Linked DNA regions of Mus musculus: regions 2, 3, 4 and 5 are each linked to region 1. A link is a contact called in public Hi-C, HiChIP or PLAC-seq and promoter capture Hi-C data. All regions are on one chromosome and are shown on one strand. The core of a region is the stretch at or near the end of the contact, and the rest is flanking DNA. Distances in the headings are between cores, read along the strand shown.

Region 1 (2,790 bases), core at 129-2,628:
CCTCAGTACCCGTTCCATGGCTTGCTTGCTCCCTCTACTCCCTCAGGCCTTTCCAGAAATGTTTCTTTCTTACTGAAACTCGCTCTTTTTAAAAGGTTAGATGGACTTACTTTATTCTGTGTGTTTGAGTGTTTTGCCTACTTGTGTGTATGTGCACCCCGTGGTGCCTGATATTCATGGATGTCAGAAGAGTGCACTGGAGCCCCCCCCCCCCCCCCAGTGGAGTTATCAGGACCACACAAATGAATCCTGGGAACAGAATCCTGGCCCTCTGCAAGAGCACGAAGTGCTGTTATACACGGAGCCATCCATCTCTTCAGCCTCAAGACTACCAAATACACCCCTGCTTACCTTTCCTAGGATTTTTTTTTCCTACCTTGTTTCCTCTGAGAATTTATACTCTGTAATGTGTGATTCCTTTGTCTCTTGCCTTTCTTTTCCCACCAGACTGTAAGCTCCAGGAAAGCGGGATGGGGGTAGGGTGGAGTGGGGTGGGGTGGGAGTTGCCAGTTCTGTTCACCATTTCACAACTACACTCAAGTTTATGCATGGTGTGCAGAATGTCCCAGATATTTACTTGAAATAATGAATGCATGGGCCAGGGGCTTTAGACAATGCTTTTTGTGTCTATAAAATGCGCTAGGGTTGGAGAGATGGCCCAGCTGTTAAAGGGTCACAAACCAAAAACCTGCTAATATTCTAGTGTAGCCTGGGCCTGAAGGAGAGTCTTTAGTTTTGTGGATAGATGTTGCTGCCCTTTCTCTGGCTGACACCCACCCCACCACCTTAATATGTAATAAAAGTATCAACTGTTTAAATCAGTAAGTCTCCACTTGGAGCCAGTAGTCAACAAACGTTTGCTTGGTGGAGGTAGCTAACCGATTCCACGAGCAAAGCAAGACCAGACTTTGAGGCCAGCTCTGTAGAATCCCACTGATCAAGGGAGTTGAGCTACGGTAGCTGATCTTGGGGCACACAGCTGCCTTGTATTTAAAAAGTCAGGAGGCTGGATTGAGGCGCGGAGTTGGTGCTGACCGGGCAGAAGAAGATCCCTGGTCACAGCAATTGTTCTACCCTCCCTCTTTGTGGACGAGGCTACTGGGGACAAGGGGACACCAGACACACAGTAGGTGCTCACAGCAGACGCTTGCAGAGCCGCGCTACCTACAGGCACCTTTCTGAGGCCGGACCCCTGCAGCTCCCGCGCGCAGACCGATGCCTGGGGGCGGGGGGGGGGGGCGGCGCAGAGCACCAAGGCCTGGGTACAACCGAGGCTGGCGTCGTTGGCGTCCGCGGCCCGAGGCAGGCCGGGGTCAAGGCCGGGGCGCCGAGTGGCGCGGGGAGGGGTGGCCGGACGCGCGAGGCCGGGAAGGGATGTGACGAGCGGCGCGCTGTGCATTGTGGGAATCCCGGGGCCGCCGCGAGTGGTTCCAGTTCACTGGTTCCAGCGGAGCCGGGCGGAGGGCGCGAGCGCGGGACGCGCGGGCGGGAAGCGAGGAGGCGTGGGCGGCCAGGCAGGAGTGCGGAGCGGACCGGCGCAAGCGGCCGACCGGCCTCGGGCCCCTCACCGTGCAGCCGCCCGGTAAGTGCCGCGCGGGCCTCGGAGCCGCAGGCTGCCGGTCCGCCCCGTCTGGGCCCCGCGCGCCCGACTGCTGCCGCGCGCGGGGCACTGCCTGGCGCCCGGGAAGCTCCGGCGGTTACCCTCGGACCTCGGGCCGCCCGGAGTCCGCCAAGGCCCTGCCCGGGGCAGCGTGCGGGTCCGGATGGTTTTGTTCGGAAAGCAAACCCGGAAACCAACTTCGCTCGGAGACGCACCCCTACCCCCGCCGGGGCGCTTTGTGGGCAAGGGGCTGATCGGGTCTCCCCCTCTGCCCGGGAGGGAGAGCCAGGGATGGCGTGGGCCCGAGGGCACCGAGGCCCGGAGGCCGTGACCAGCCGTTCCGCCCGGGCCCGGAGCTGCTGTGCTCAGAGTTTACTTGCTCGTGCGCCGCCGGCCCGCGCGTGCCCTCCCGGGCACAATAAAGTGGGGCGCGAGCCACAGGCCGTTGTGAGGCCGGCTGGTGGGGCACCCGCCGCGAGGCCTGAGCAGGCGAGGCCTGGGGACCACTCGCGGACGGAATCCCAGGCCGGGGCGGGCTGGAGAGGAGCTATGGAAGCCCCGCGGCTCTCGCTCGCCTTTTGTTTGCTTTGTGCTGGGGAGGTGTTATTTTTAAGGTGACTCTGGAAGACTGGAGGCTCCCCGCGCGCAGAGGGACAGCTGAGAGTCTCTGGGGGTGGGGTGAGTAGAGATGGGAGGCGCGGGATGCTGCTGACGGTGTCACCTGACAACAGGTGTGCAAGATGCTGAGCCCAGCGCCCACTCCTGCAGAGACCACCGATATCTCACTGCTGGGCAGAAGATTGCTTGAAAGAGTCTTTGAAGAAATGCAGGGGAAAGTGTTTTCTAGGTTTGACGGTGTAACTTTTGAACAAGCAGTTGAGGCAGATCTCGTCTCCAACAATTACAATCATTATGAAGTCTTTGTAAGATTTTAACGATCTAATAAAACAGCTTAGAAGAATAGACAATTAGAGGGGTTCTCCTCTTCGGTTTCCCTCTTGCTGACACCTCTGTGGTTTGAGGTTTTACTGTTAAAAGAGAGGAAGTGTTTTGTTTGTAGACACTGCAGCATGGAGTCCCAGTTTTGAAAGTCTGTGCTGGAGTGGAAGACAAAAGTCCAAACCCAACTAAATTTCCTGTAGGTTCACCTTAAGGTGTGCAGTCAAAGTTGCGGTTAGTTCTGAAATGGA
Region 2 (2,790 bases), core at 179-2,678, 1.7 Mb after region 1:
AGGTGGTTCTGAGGCACCATCCCTTGTTCTGTTTTGAGAAAGGGTCACTCATTAGCCCGGGACTTGCCAAGGAAGTTAGACAGCTAGCCAGTGAGTCCTAGGGATCTGCCTGTCCCTGTCTCCCCAGTGATGGGGTTATAAGCCTGCGACACCACAGCTGGCTTCATAAGGACATTTTCACACGAATATTTGTTGGATATATTCCTCTGGTGTCCCCTATCCCTGCACAGTTCTTCTCCAGTGCTTGGCGAATCCTGGCTGTGCACCATTGTTTTTTTCCACCCGGGTATCTTTTGGTTTAACAGAGACATAAGTGGGAGGATCAGAGATGTGAGCATGGCACACAAAATGGTCATTGTACTTTCCGCTATTTTCTTTTAGTTTACTATCATGTATATACAATATCCTTTAACAACCAAGATCAAAAGACAGAAAAACGTCTTGGGAGGCAGAGGCAGGCGGATGTCTGTGTGTTCGAGGCCAGCCTGGTCTGTAGAGTGAGTTCCAGGGCAGTCAGGGATACACTGAGAAGCCCTGTCTTCAAAAACTAAAAACAAAAACAAAACCCCCGAACAAACCAAATCTCAAATTAACCGAACAACTTTTCCCAAGTCCAACCGACAAACCCACATTTCTTTTTTCTTTTTTTTTTCTTTTTTTTTTTTTTTTTTTTTTTTTTTTGGTTTTTCGAGACAGGGTTTCTCTGTATAGCCCTGGCTGTCCTGGAGCTCACGTTGTAGACCAGGCTGGCCTCGAACTCAGAAATCCGCCTGCCTCTGCCTCCCGAGTGGTGGGATTAAAGGCGTGCGCCACCACGCCCGGCTCAAACCCACATTTCTTATCAATTCCTTCATTCCACAAACATCTAACCTTTCTCCAGGAGCGACAACTTGCAATGGCCTTTTGCTTTAAGGGCACGATGAGGACCTTACAGTGAAAAACAACTCTAGAAAAAAGATATTTTACATGCAGGTAAACTGGAGGATTTATCTTGACTCTCTTTTTTGAATAAGCAAGGCTACCAAGAAACTGGTAAGAAGACCATTTAAAAAAAAAGTTGAACTCTTGGTGGGGGGTGGGGAGGGGGAGGGAAGCAAGTCGGGCAGTGGTGGCACACGCCTTTAATCCCAGCACTTGGGAGGCAGAGACAGGCAGTTTTCTGAGTTAGAGGCCAGCCTGGTCTAGAGTGAGTTCCAGGACAGCCAGGAAACAAACAAAGAAACCCTGTCTCGAAAACAAAACAAAACAAAACAAACCAAACAAAAAAAAGCGAATTTAAGGAAGAATCAGTCCTATTTCAAAAGGGAAAGGTGGACGCGCGCTGCATGGCGGGATTTGTAGTTCCGCGAGTGAGAGGCGCCAGCGCGGAGCGACGCGGCGCTTTTTCGGCGCATGTGCAGGGCGACGGCGCCAGACTCAGAGTATCCAGCTTCCGGCGCGCGGTCCGTGAGGAGGGAGGCATGGCGGCGCCCGCTGCGGTCCTGGGCCCCTCGGCCCTCGGCCAGAGCGGCCCCGGCTCGATGGCGCCCTGGTGCTCAGTGAGCAGTGGCCCGTCTCGTTACGTGCTCGGGATGCAGGAGCTCTTCCGAGGCCACAGCAAGACGCGCGAATTCCCGGCGCACAGTGCTAAGGTGCACTCGGTCGCCTGGAGCTGCGATGGCCGTCGCTTGGCCTCGGGGTCCTTCGACAAGACTGCCAGCGTGTTCTTGCTGGAGAAGGACCGGCTGGTGAGCTTGTAGGGCACGGGCTTGGCGGAGAAGAGGGCTGTGTGCGGAGGGAGAAAAAGCAGGAGAGGTAGGGGTATGGCCTGTCGTTGGCGGTGATGAGGAAGGGGTTTGGGGCTGGAAGAGTTGGAATGACGAAGGGGGTGAGGCTGCCTGGCGGAGAGCAGAGAGCGAACTTAGTGGCAGTAAAGAGGTGTGGCGACGTGGCTGCGGGCCGGGGGAGGTTGAAGTCAGGTGGCAGAAAGTGGTGAGGGTCTAGAAGAGCCCTGGTGACGAGTGGCTAGGGACTAATGGGGTGGTAGAGCCCCTAGGGTGGAGAGGAAGGCTTTATTTGAAAATGATAGCGCAGGACAGGTTGGTTGAGGTGGTGGTGGAAAAAGAAAGAAGGGAGGCCAGGAAGGGCCAATGTCAAAGCTCAGAGAGGTTCATGGGGGGGGGGGGGAGGGGGTGTTGTAGTTTTGGAAAAAGAATTAGATTTCTGTTTTGAATTATCCAGATCTTTGCTGGTTTCAAGGCACCACTGTTTGGATAAAAGTGGCATCTGGATTCTGTTCTTTTAAGGTCAAAGAAAACAACTACCGGGGCCACGGAGATAGTGTGGACCAGCTTTGTTGGCACCCAAGCAACCCTGACCTCTTTGTCACCGCATCTGGAGATAAAACCATTCGCATCTGGGATGTGAGGACTACAAAATGCATCGCCACTGTGAATACGAAAGGTGAGTTCAGAGAGAGGGGGTTCTGGAGGAAAAGCTAGTGTGATCTGCAGCAAGCATCTTTGTAGCAAGTGCAGGTTATCAGGATGGGTTGTATGTGTCTGTCTGGAGAAGACAGGAACAGAACAGAGCACTTTTCTGGCAGGCTGTAGATGTATAGGAGAGCAGTGGAAACTATACAAGAGTAGTATGTGCAGAGGCGTGGAGAGTTTGGGAGATTCAGGCAGGTTACAATGGCTGAGAAACCATGGGCGATCTGGAAAGTTGTGCGTTTTGTTTAAAGGCTGTGTTCAAAGAAGCAGTGTGGTAGTTTGAGTAGGCTTGGCCCAGGGCATGGCACTATTAGGTGTG
Region 3 (2,790 bases), core at 101-2,600, 1.6 Mb after region 1:
ACCCCTTGGATGAAGAGTGATAAGCAGCTGTGAGCTGTCCTATGGGTGCTGGAAATTGAATCTGGGTCCTTTGGAACGGCAGCCAGTGTTCTCCATTGAGGAGCCTTCACTTCCGTCCCCATGTTTAACCTTTTATGTGAGAATTGATCTGCACCCTTTCCTCCCAGGAGCAGTAAAGTAAAAACACTGGGAATACTTTTTCAAGTGTCACACTGCAAATCAAGTGTGTTATTCACAAATGAAGTATACAGCTTACAGAAGACATGAATTCCTGGCCCAGTCTTGGTCCTAACAGAATGCAAGCAAAGTCAAATGTATTCCCATCTTTTAACACCCTCCGATTCTTCCTGAGCGGACAGTGAACCTTGGACTTGGAGCAGAGTTGAGTGTGGGTGTTTTCAGCTTTCTCTCATGGAGCAGAGCAGGGAAGTGTTTTTGAGACCTCTGAGTGGCTACCTCTCCAGGTCCACTTTTCTCATAGTTATTATCCATTTCCGGGGAGGCGGATGCTCCTGTATTTAGTCCTGTACTAGTGTGGAGCCCGCCTGACTCCACTGCTAATTAAAGGGAGAAAGATTAACTATCAGATCCTCTCTGTGTGTGGGAGGTATGGTAGTGGTTCTTAACCTGTGGGTCACGACCCACGAAGGCGCCTACCTGGCTTCATGGTTCATTGAACTGTGCCCTTCCCCCCAGCCTTGAGCAGGCAGAATCAGACTTTGTTTCTGCCACAGTTGGCTAGCCCACCTAGGGTGGAGTCTTCCAATCTAGGTAAAGTCTATTGTGTGCCACATCTGCAGCTTCCTGCAAGAAGCCACCACCTGCTAACAGGCTGCCTGAGCTTGCTTTCCTGATAAAGCAATGAGAGTCTGGCAAAGTGGGGGATGGGTCTCCCCCCTTTAAATTCAAGTATGTGGGAATGGGAGACCGACTGCGGTGTCCTTGGGAGCCAGAAGAGGGCAGCAGACCCTGGGAGCTGTACTACAAGAGGTTGTGAGATACCAAACCTGGGTGCTGGGAACAAACCCAGGTCATCTGCAAGTGCAGTAATTACTGTTTTAACTGAACCATCTCCAGCCATCAATCTTCATTCTTTCCCCCCTTCTCATCCTCAGCCCCCACCACACTCCTTGATTCAGGCAATGCTCCTGCCTCAGCCTCCAAGTGCCACAATTCTGTAATCAAGTAAAAAGCGCAGAGGAAGTGCTGGAAACAGGTGACCTCCTTTCTGGGAACCCCGTGGAATTCCCTTTTAGAGTTCAACCTACAGGGAGGTGTTCCGGTGGTGGTGGGTACGGAGGCACGCTCAGATCTCGGACTACAACTCCCAGCATGCCCCGCGGATCTTCGAGTCAGGTCTCGCGCGACCTGCGACAGTCTCGGGGTGGTTTGGGGGTTCGGTTGCCGGCCGGCGACTGTCCTCCGTAGGGGAGCGTTCGTCGCGCTCTCACGATGGCTCTGCTCTGTTCAGCCCAGCAGCCTCTTGGGCCATCTGGAGCCTCGGAGCCTCTTTAGTGCGGGAAGTCGGGCCGCAGGCGGCGGGCGAGCAGGTAACCGACCGCGGCCTGGCGGAGCTGGGGGCAGCCTGAGTTCCGGGGCGCCGCGGCCTGGGGGGCCTGGAGGGGGGCTCTGTTCCACCCTAGCGGGGCTCGAGGGACACCAGAAAGACCCGCACAGTGAGCCTCGGAGCATCTGCTCGCTGCGAACCAGCCGGCTTCGCCTTGAGGGGTGGGACCGTGGGAAGGTCGGGATTGGCTTTACACATCTCAGAGGCTTTGTTTTGCACCTCCTGCGAGAGAGTCGTGGGCTTGGGGTCGCTAAGGGAGAGGGAAAGGGCGTGTGTCTGGCTTGCGGATGTCCCTAGGACCGCAGTGAACTTGAACAAAAATCTGGACCAATAATGCCTGCTGTGCAGCGCCGCGGGTTTGTTTTCAAGACAAGGGTTGTGTGAGAATGCGATGACTTTTAGTGATGCCGAGTTGGTCTTCTATGCTGGCATAGCTCATTTCTGCCAAGGGGAAAGGCTGCTATGTAATCCGGCTGGGGAGTGGTCGGATGTTCGGTGGACTTAGGGGCGCTGTACCAACCTTGCTTGTTTATTGTTACTTAGAGCCTCTGGATGGACCCTTCCTCAGAAGCTTCGCTAATTTGCAGAAGCTGGGCAATGCTCCTCATTAACATCTGTCTGTCTGCATAGTCCGGCGTCATTTCACTGTGGTAAGGTGTCTGTCTAAACTGAGGTTTGGCTTTCTCCTCTCGGGTGTTCAGAGGAGCCAGCCATAGGATACTGGCAAACTAGTGGACTTTATCCTTCCGGGGGTGTGTTTGTCACTCATTGGTTCTAGCGTGTGTATGTGTCAACCTTACTTACCAGCCATAAGTCTCTGCGTGTCTGTCAGAGCACTGGAATGACCCTCTGCTGTGCAACATAAGAAAATGCCCTATGTTATTTTTATTAGGTGGAAGGGACTCAGCTCCGAATTACGTATAGAAAAAAACACCTGGATCCCTGTCTTTCAATGGCTTCAAGACAACCAGAAGTGCCTGGTAAACTTAAGTTCTTATTGGTTAAGTCTGTACCCCCACCCACATCCCCCAGAGAGCTTATTTTCTCAGAATCCTTAGTACTGATCTTCTTTAGTATTAGGTCATCACCTTCTCAGCCGTGGTATACACCCTGACCTTGGCTTACAGCCTCTTGCCATAAGTGTCTTTTGTGAAGAGTAAACACTTTTTGTTTGTTTTTCCAGAGACAGGGTTTCTCCGTGTGGTTCTGGCTGTCCTGAAACT
Region 4 (2,790 bases), core at 190-2,689, 1.4 Mb after region 1:
GATAGAGGAGATTATGTTTATAAGCACACAAAAACAATAGTAATACAAAGAAAAATTTAAAAATCTGCCCTCCTTGCTGGGCAGTGGTGGCATAATCCCAGCACTTGGGAGGCAGAGGCAGGTGGATTTCTGAGGCCAGCCAGGGCTATACAGAGAAACCCTGTCTCAAAAAACAAATCTGCCCTCCTGAACAGGTGCACCCTAATGAGAATTCCTGTGTCTTTTCCCAAATCACTTCCCACTGTATGCTGATACAATATTCAGTTGAAATTGATAATATTGTTACACCTTGTTAGTAAATTGGTTTGTTTTTTAAATATTTGGGATTATGGGATGCATCCACAAAGTACAGAGTGTCACCCATCTGTAGCCACAGAGGTTTAACAAATGTTGCCATTTTCTACTGACATCCTGTTCTGGGTTGGTGGACTCTGTAGTAGTCCAGTTACTACAGACCGGCCTAGTAGACATGAGTGCTTTAGGTAATGGTGATGTTCTGCTTATATAATCGATGCAGACACACCATACCCCACTTTGTATGTTTGCCTGGCCGGGGGGGGGGGGGGCATCCTAAGGGGACACCGACGTCTGCCCCCTCTCTCGCCTCAGCTGTGTTACTATCTGGGTGTGTGATATTTTTGTTGCTTGTATTTTGAAGACAAGGTCTCTGTAGCTATGTAGACCAGGCTGTTCTCGAACTATTGATCCGCCGGTCCTGGAGGAGTGACTCTTCTTTCCGGTACAGTGGCTTGCTTGTCCTGATCCCTAGGCTCTCAGTCGTTGAGAAGCTTAGAGAACTAAACTGCAGAAACCTCCCTGGGCCTGGTTCAGGAGATCCCAACTCTTCCCACTTCAGCTGAACTAGAGCCTCTCCACCCCTTTTCCCGGGCCGCGCTAGGGGCGGGGTGCCGAGATGTTTCTGTGACGTCAGCACGCGCAAGACCAATCCCCCTACCCAGGAGACGTTAAATCATTTGCATGGCTCCTCAGTCATTGGTCTCTTCAGCCCTGGGTTGTCCCAGCTGTTTAAAGGCGCCGTCTAACGGAACAGAAAGCGAGCGAGTAGAGAGGCGAGGTGAGCTATGAGGTCATCGCAGGCCTGCCGGGCTTGTGGTGACGTCATCTCCGGGAAGTGTGCTTGCCGAGCTAAGAGCGGTCCTCTCACCTCGGCTGCGTGAGAGGCTGCGTGCCCCACAGAGGCCGCGGCCCTAAGAAGGTAACCTTGACCTGTTAGTGCGTGCCACGGTCCCCGTACCTGGGCTCGCACCGCTCATCACCTGCGACTCGGCCTTGTGGGCTTTGAAGTATGAGGTGGGGGCGAAGAGGCTTTTTTAGCCAGCCTTTCAAGATGGCGACCCGCTAGTCACGTGCCGCCCGCAGGACGCGATTGGCCGACGCGCGGCGCGGGGCGGGGCCTGCGGGGCGGGGCCTGCGGGGCGGGGCGGGTGTCCGCTCTTGCCGCTACTGTTTGCTTGCGCGTCCTGGCGCGCCCCCGCGAGCCGCCTCCCGCGCTGCGCGCCCCCGCCGATCCGAATGTTGTGAATCAAAACGTGGGGCTGGTTCCATCCGGCCGCCGCGGACAGTTCTTAAAGGGCCAGCCCGCCGGAGAGCACAGCTGCGTCCTGCGCCGCCCTTCTCTCGGGCCCGGGCTGGGGAGGCGGAAGACAGAGCAGGCTCGCGAAGGAGCGGGCGCTTCACCGTCCGCACCCCGCATCGCGAACAAAGGAGCCCGCGTGTGGTCGGACGGCTGCCGGTGAGTCGGGCCGGGCCTCTTAACTTCGGACCCGCACCCCGGAACTACGGCTCCCTCGGGGACGCGTTGTTTGCCGGCCTCGTAGGCGTCGATCCCGGGCTGAGGGAGTGGTGGGAGACGGCGGCGGGGCCCCCGGGCCAGGTGCTGCCTGCGGCTACCTAGTCCGGGCCGCTCTTCTGCCTTGCAGAGCGCTGCGGTGGAGGGGAAGGAGCCAACCCCTCCCCCTGCAGCCGCCACTTCCTTTGTTGTTGCTTTTGTCTCACGCCGAGCACATGGTCCGGGATCCTCGGCTCTTAAAGTCACAGCGCTCTAGCCCCAGCGGTGCTGCCTGCCTTTTCCCCTCAGTGTTCCTCCGAGTGCGGCATTACGGAGTAAGGGGAACAACGGAGGCCCCTCCTGAGACAGGTGTACGAGCTTCGGTCCCATCCCCAAGGAGGGGTAGCTTTGGAAAACTGCTGGAGCCCCACGGCCTGCTTTGGGGAGGAGCCTTATCCTCTGGGACTTTGTTTTCCTTCCCCATAATGTGAACACCTAGTTTCTTGTCTGTGGCTTTTTTAGGGGCGCCCTGGGGAGATTTCAGTCTCTATTGTTAATAAGGCTTAGCCGAAACTAAAGGGGTTCTTTAACCAAGGTCACCCAGGGAGTCTAAGCTGGCCAAGGTGTGGTGGTTCCGCCCTAAATCGCCTCCTCGGCCTTTGTGGGAGTTGGGAAGCTCCTACTTAGAGGGAGGTACGGCGAGCATGTAGGGTAGGGGAACTTGTATTCCCACCTAAGCCTGCTCGTCTGCTAGAGGGAGTGAATCTTTCTGCAAACCGACCCTATTCGACTCTACTCAAGGGTTAGAATGTGTGCTTGGGACTCTGTACTTGGCTGGCGGGGTTGTGGACCCATGGGGACAAGAGATAGACTTAGGGGAGTTTACACAAACTTTATGGATAGAGAGCAGTACAGTGAAGAGAGGTGTGGGAAAGCAGTGGTGCTGGTTGACCTTGAGTGTGTTGATTGGTCCAGCTCAGTCACTCTTGCGTCTCTGGGAC
Region 5 (2,790 bases), core at 85-2,584, 1.3 Mb after region 1:
GTGCCTCATCAGAATTCATGTGTTACTAAGCTGGGTGTGATGGCTCACACCTGTAATCCCAGCACCCAAGAAACTCAGACAGGAAAACTGCAGCAAATTGCAAGCCAGAATGGGCTAGAGTGAGACCCTGTCTCAACAACAAAAAACTCTCGTTTAATCTAACAACCCAGAAGGATAAACTCCAATACTGGCTCCTCCAAGGCTGGAAAGCTAAAGCCCAGAGAGCAAAGAGGCTCGCCCAAAAGCCTCTGGACAAGGCCTGCTACACTCAGGCCCTTTGACTTCCAGGCCAGCGCTCCCTGTAGCTGCCCACACCCTACAGAACAGAAGACTGCTGACATCCAAGGACACCCACCACAGGGCAAACCCGACGGCTCGTGGGTGGAGAACAGAGCCGCTGAATCCTGCTGAATGCAAGTGGGAAAGGCCTGGCATAAAGGACAGCAAGCACAGCCCGGCTTTGGCGATAGGATGGGGGAGGGAGAAGAGAAAGATGACTTGGCAGGACCAGGACACAGATGCCACACAGAAGGAAGCCTCTGTTTGTTTGGTCAGCTATGGAATGCTGAATTCTGTTCCCAAGGGACAGTTCCCTGTTCTCAACTGGAGCTCCTCTCCCTGCAGAGGCAGAGGCCTTGGCTTTCCTCTCTCCTAACCTCCTGGCTCACAAGCTTCTGAGCGTCTGTAGGGTAGACTCGGGGCTAGGACCCAGCCTCGCGAACCTCACCGCACCATGCTGGGAGCTGGAGTGGCCGGGAGGCGGGGCGGGGCTGGTCCGCAACTACCGCGCCCCTGCAGTCTTCCGGCAAACGCCGCCCCCTTTTTCGCCCAAACTTGGGGCTGCAAAGAGAGACTCCCAGCACCTCCTGCTGGGACTGGGTCCCGCCCCCCAGCTATCCCAGTAGCTCCCCAGAATAGTTGGGGACGGGGCATCGGGGTGGAGGGGGTGGGGGACAGTCCCTGGTCGCAAGCTCCTGAGACGGGATCTCCCTCACCAGCAACTGAGACTCCCTAACCCCTATCCTCAGCGCAGAGCGAGAAGCGGACTCGCGCTCACCCAGAAGACAATGTTGAAGCCAAACAGGAAGTATTTCCCGCAGCAGCCGACCTCAGGGTCCTGGAATTGCTGGTGCTTGCCGGGCATGGTGAGCGGCCACCTGCCGTCCCGGGAACCCGAGCCGGTGACCGGCCCAGCCCTCTGCGGGCCGCCCAGGCCTGGAGCAGCCCCGGGCCTAGCCCGGTGGCTGCGGCTTCATGGTCAAAGCCACACAGCTCACCGGCTGCCCCGCCCGCTGTGGCACCGCCCACGGCGCTCGGACAGCCACACCCGGAGTGCGGTGCCCTCATCCGACCCCGCCCTCCAACAGCGCTCCGGCCCCGCCCACAGTGTCAGTCCACACCCCGCCCCAGCAAGGCTCGGTCTTCTTGGAGCCCCGCCCACGACCCCGTCCCAGTCAAGTTCAGTCCTCACGGGCCCCGCCCATAACCACGACTCCGCCCCCAGCCGGGCTTAATCCTCTCAGGCTCCGCCCATGCCTAGCCGCTGTCCTCCCGCAGTCCCGCCTACGCCCCGCCCAAGGCTCTGCCCTAGCTAACTTCTGTTCTCGAGCTCCGCCTCTAAACCGGGTCCCGCCTCTGATGAGCCCCAAACCCCGCCTCCAACCGGCCTCAGTCCTCCTGGAGCTCCGCCCTACTCAGCCTCAGTTCTGAGCCACAGTCGGCCTTCTTGGAGCCACGCCCAAGACATCCGTCTTTTTTTTTTTTTTATGGTCCACAGGTCTCACTTCTCCCCAAGACCCTGCCTCTGGGCCAGGCTTTGGCTACACCCCAGTCACACTCAACCCCTTGCAACCCCCACCTCTGAAGAGTCCCCGTCTCCTCTCTAAGTCCGTCCTCCAGTTAGCTTCTCTCAAGTTCCCCAAGTCCTCCAGAGGCCCCAGATGAGCCAACTGGCAAAGCTGGTGAGCCAAGTGTGAATAATTACAGTGGATCTCCAGTCTAAGATTCAAGAACCAGAGGAGTCCACTCCCCAGGGATAAGTGGTTGGGAATAGTGGGACCAATGAACAGTGCCATGCATTCACACACAGTGTAGTTGAATACAAACAGGCTGGCGTGCCATGCCACGCCTGTTCTGTTTTGCCTATTCCTATGGTCGCCCTGTCCCATACCTACTTGACTGCCTTGATACCTGGGATTCACCAGAGTCCTTCTGATGCAAAACAGGACAGAGCAGATGCAGGTTTAGGTACGTCTGATCTTAAATATTTAGATTCCAAGTTTGTTCCAGAAGTGTTTATTTAGATACAGAAAGGGCCTTAAGCATCATCAGCATCAAGTGAATCCCTCCTAACAAGACCACGGTGAAGCCTAACTACCACTGTAATCTCTTCACTCATGAAGGTTTATCCATCCATCATTTCAGCAGGAGGAGACACACAGAATCCATAGGACTGTCTTCAGATGGGAAGGCTGTGCAGGGCATTCCCAGTTCCCAGTCCTACCTGTCTTTACACAAATTCCTCTCTAACCTAGTCCATACTTGAAGGGGGGGGGGAGGAGAGAGGGAGGGAGGGAGAGAGGGAGGGAGGGAGAGAGGGAGGGAGGGAGAGAGGGAGGGAGGGAGGGAGGGAGGCAGGGAGACAGGGAGGGAGGGAGGGAGAGAGGGAGGGAGAGAGGGAGGGAGAGAAGGAAGGAAAGAGGGAGGGAGGGAAAGAGGGAGGGAGGGAAAGAGGGAGGGAGGGAGAACCCAATCACAACTGGTCCAGGGAAGGAACAGGTGTTAGGATGG

Evidence for each region. Promoter capture Hi-C pulls out the DNA fragments that hold promoters and counts their contacts. A called contact is a pair of places that touch in the nucleus more often than the background predicts. HiChIP or PLAC-seq counts read pairs in DNA pulled down with a chosen protein or histone mark. Capture Hi-C pulls out chosen DNA fragments and counts their contacts.
Region 2: a contact with region 1 is called in a FOXA1 HiChIP or PLAC-seq map of pancreatic cancer cells. The contact joins the promoter of Thoc3 here to the promoter of Macroh2a1 in region 1. A contact is called at or near these places in 1 of 39 promoter capture datasets (liver), 1 of 115 datasets of contacts at active chromatin or transcription factors (pancreatic cancer cells) and 1 of 9 other capture datasets (liver).
Region 3: a contact with region 1 is called in a promoter capture Hi-C map of neutrophils, with 2.5 times the contacts expected there. The contact joins the promoter of 4833439L19Rik here to the promoter of Macroh2a1 in region 1. A contact is called at or near these places in 1 of 39 promoter capture datasets (neutrophils) and 1 of 115 datasets of contacts at active chromatin or transcription factors (bone marrow-derived dendritic cells).
Region 4: a contact with region 1 is called in a Hi-C map of erythroblasts, with 4 times the contacts expected there. The contact joins the promoter of Rnf44 here to the promoter of Macroh2a1 in region 1. A contact is called at or near these places in 3 of 39 promoter capture datasets (liver, neutrophils and pre-B cells), 3 of 484 Hi-C or Micro-C datasets (CD4 T cells, CD8 T cells and erythroblasts) and 1 of 115 datasets of contacts at active chromatin or transcription factors (pancreatic cancer cells).
Region 5: a promoter capture Hi-C map of adipose tissue shows a contact between it and region 1, with 2.6 times the contacts expected there. The contact joins the promoter of Tspan17 here to the promoter of Macroh2a1 in region 1. A contact is called at or near these places in 1 of 39 promoter capture datasets (the C10 cell line) and 1 of 9 other capture datasets (adipose tissue).

Annotation. Positions count from the first base shown.
Region 1 is chr13:56,134,138-56,136,927 of GRCm38.p6, reverse strand. It overlaps Macroh2a1 (macroH2A.1 histone), which reads left to right and starts at 1,378. Exons shown (of 9, transcript NM_001159513.1): 1 at 1,378-1,582.
Region 2 is chr13:54,467,478-54,470,267 of GRCm38.p6, reverse strand. It overlaps Thoc3 (THO complex 3), which reads left to right and starts at 1,428. Exons shown (of 6, transcript NM_028597.3): 1 at 1,428-1,727; 2 at 2,286-2,442. The coding sequence starts at 1,461.
Region 3 is chr13:54,563,942-54,566,731 of GRCm38.p6, reverse strand. It overlaps 4833439L19Rik (RIKEN cDNA 4833439L19 gene), which reads left to right and starts at 1,350. Exons shown (of 9, transcript NM_133797.4): 1 at 1,350-1,550; 2 at 2,111-2,217; 3 at 2,460-2,547. The coding sequence starts at 2,520.
Region 4 is chr13:54,686,457-54,689,246 of GRCm38.p6, reverse strand. It overlaps Rnf44 (ring finger protein 44), which reads left to right and starts at 1,439. Exons shown (of 11, transcript NM_001146026.1): 1 at 1,439-1,753.
Region 5 is chr13:54,787,949-54,790,738 of GRCm38.p6, reverse strand. It overlaps Tspan17 (tetraspanin 17), which reads right to left and starts at 1,334. Exons shown (of 8, transcript NM_028841.3): 1 at 1,058-1,334. The coding sequence starts at 1,144. Eif4e1b (eukaryotic translation initiation factor 4E family member 1B) reads right to left here. Exons shown (of 7, transcript NM_001033269.3): 7 at 2,280-2,790.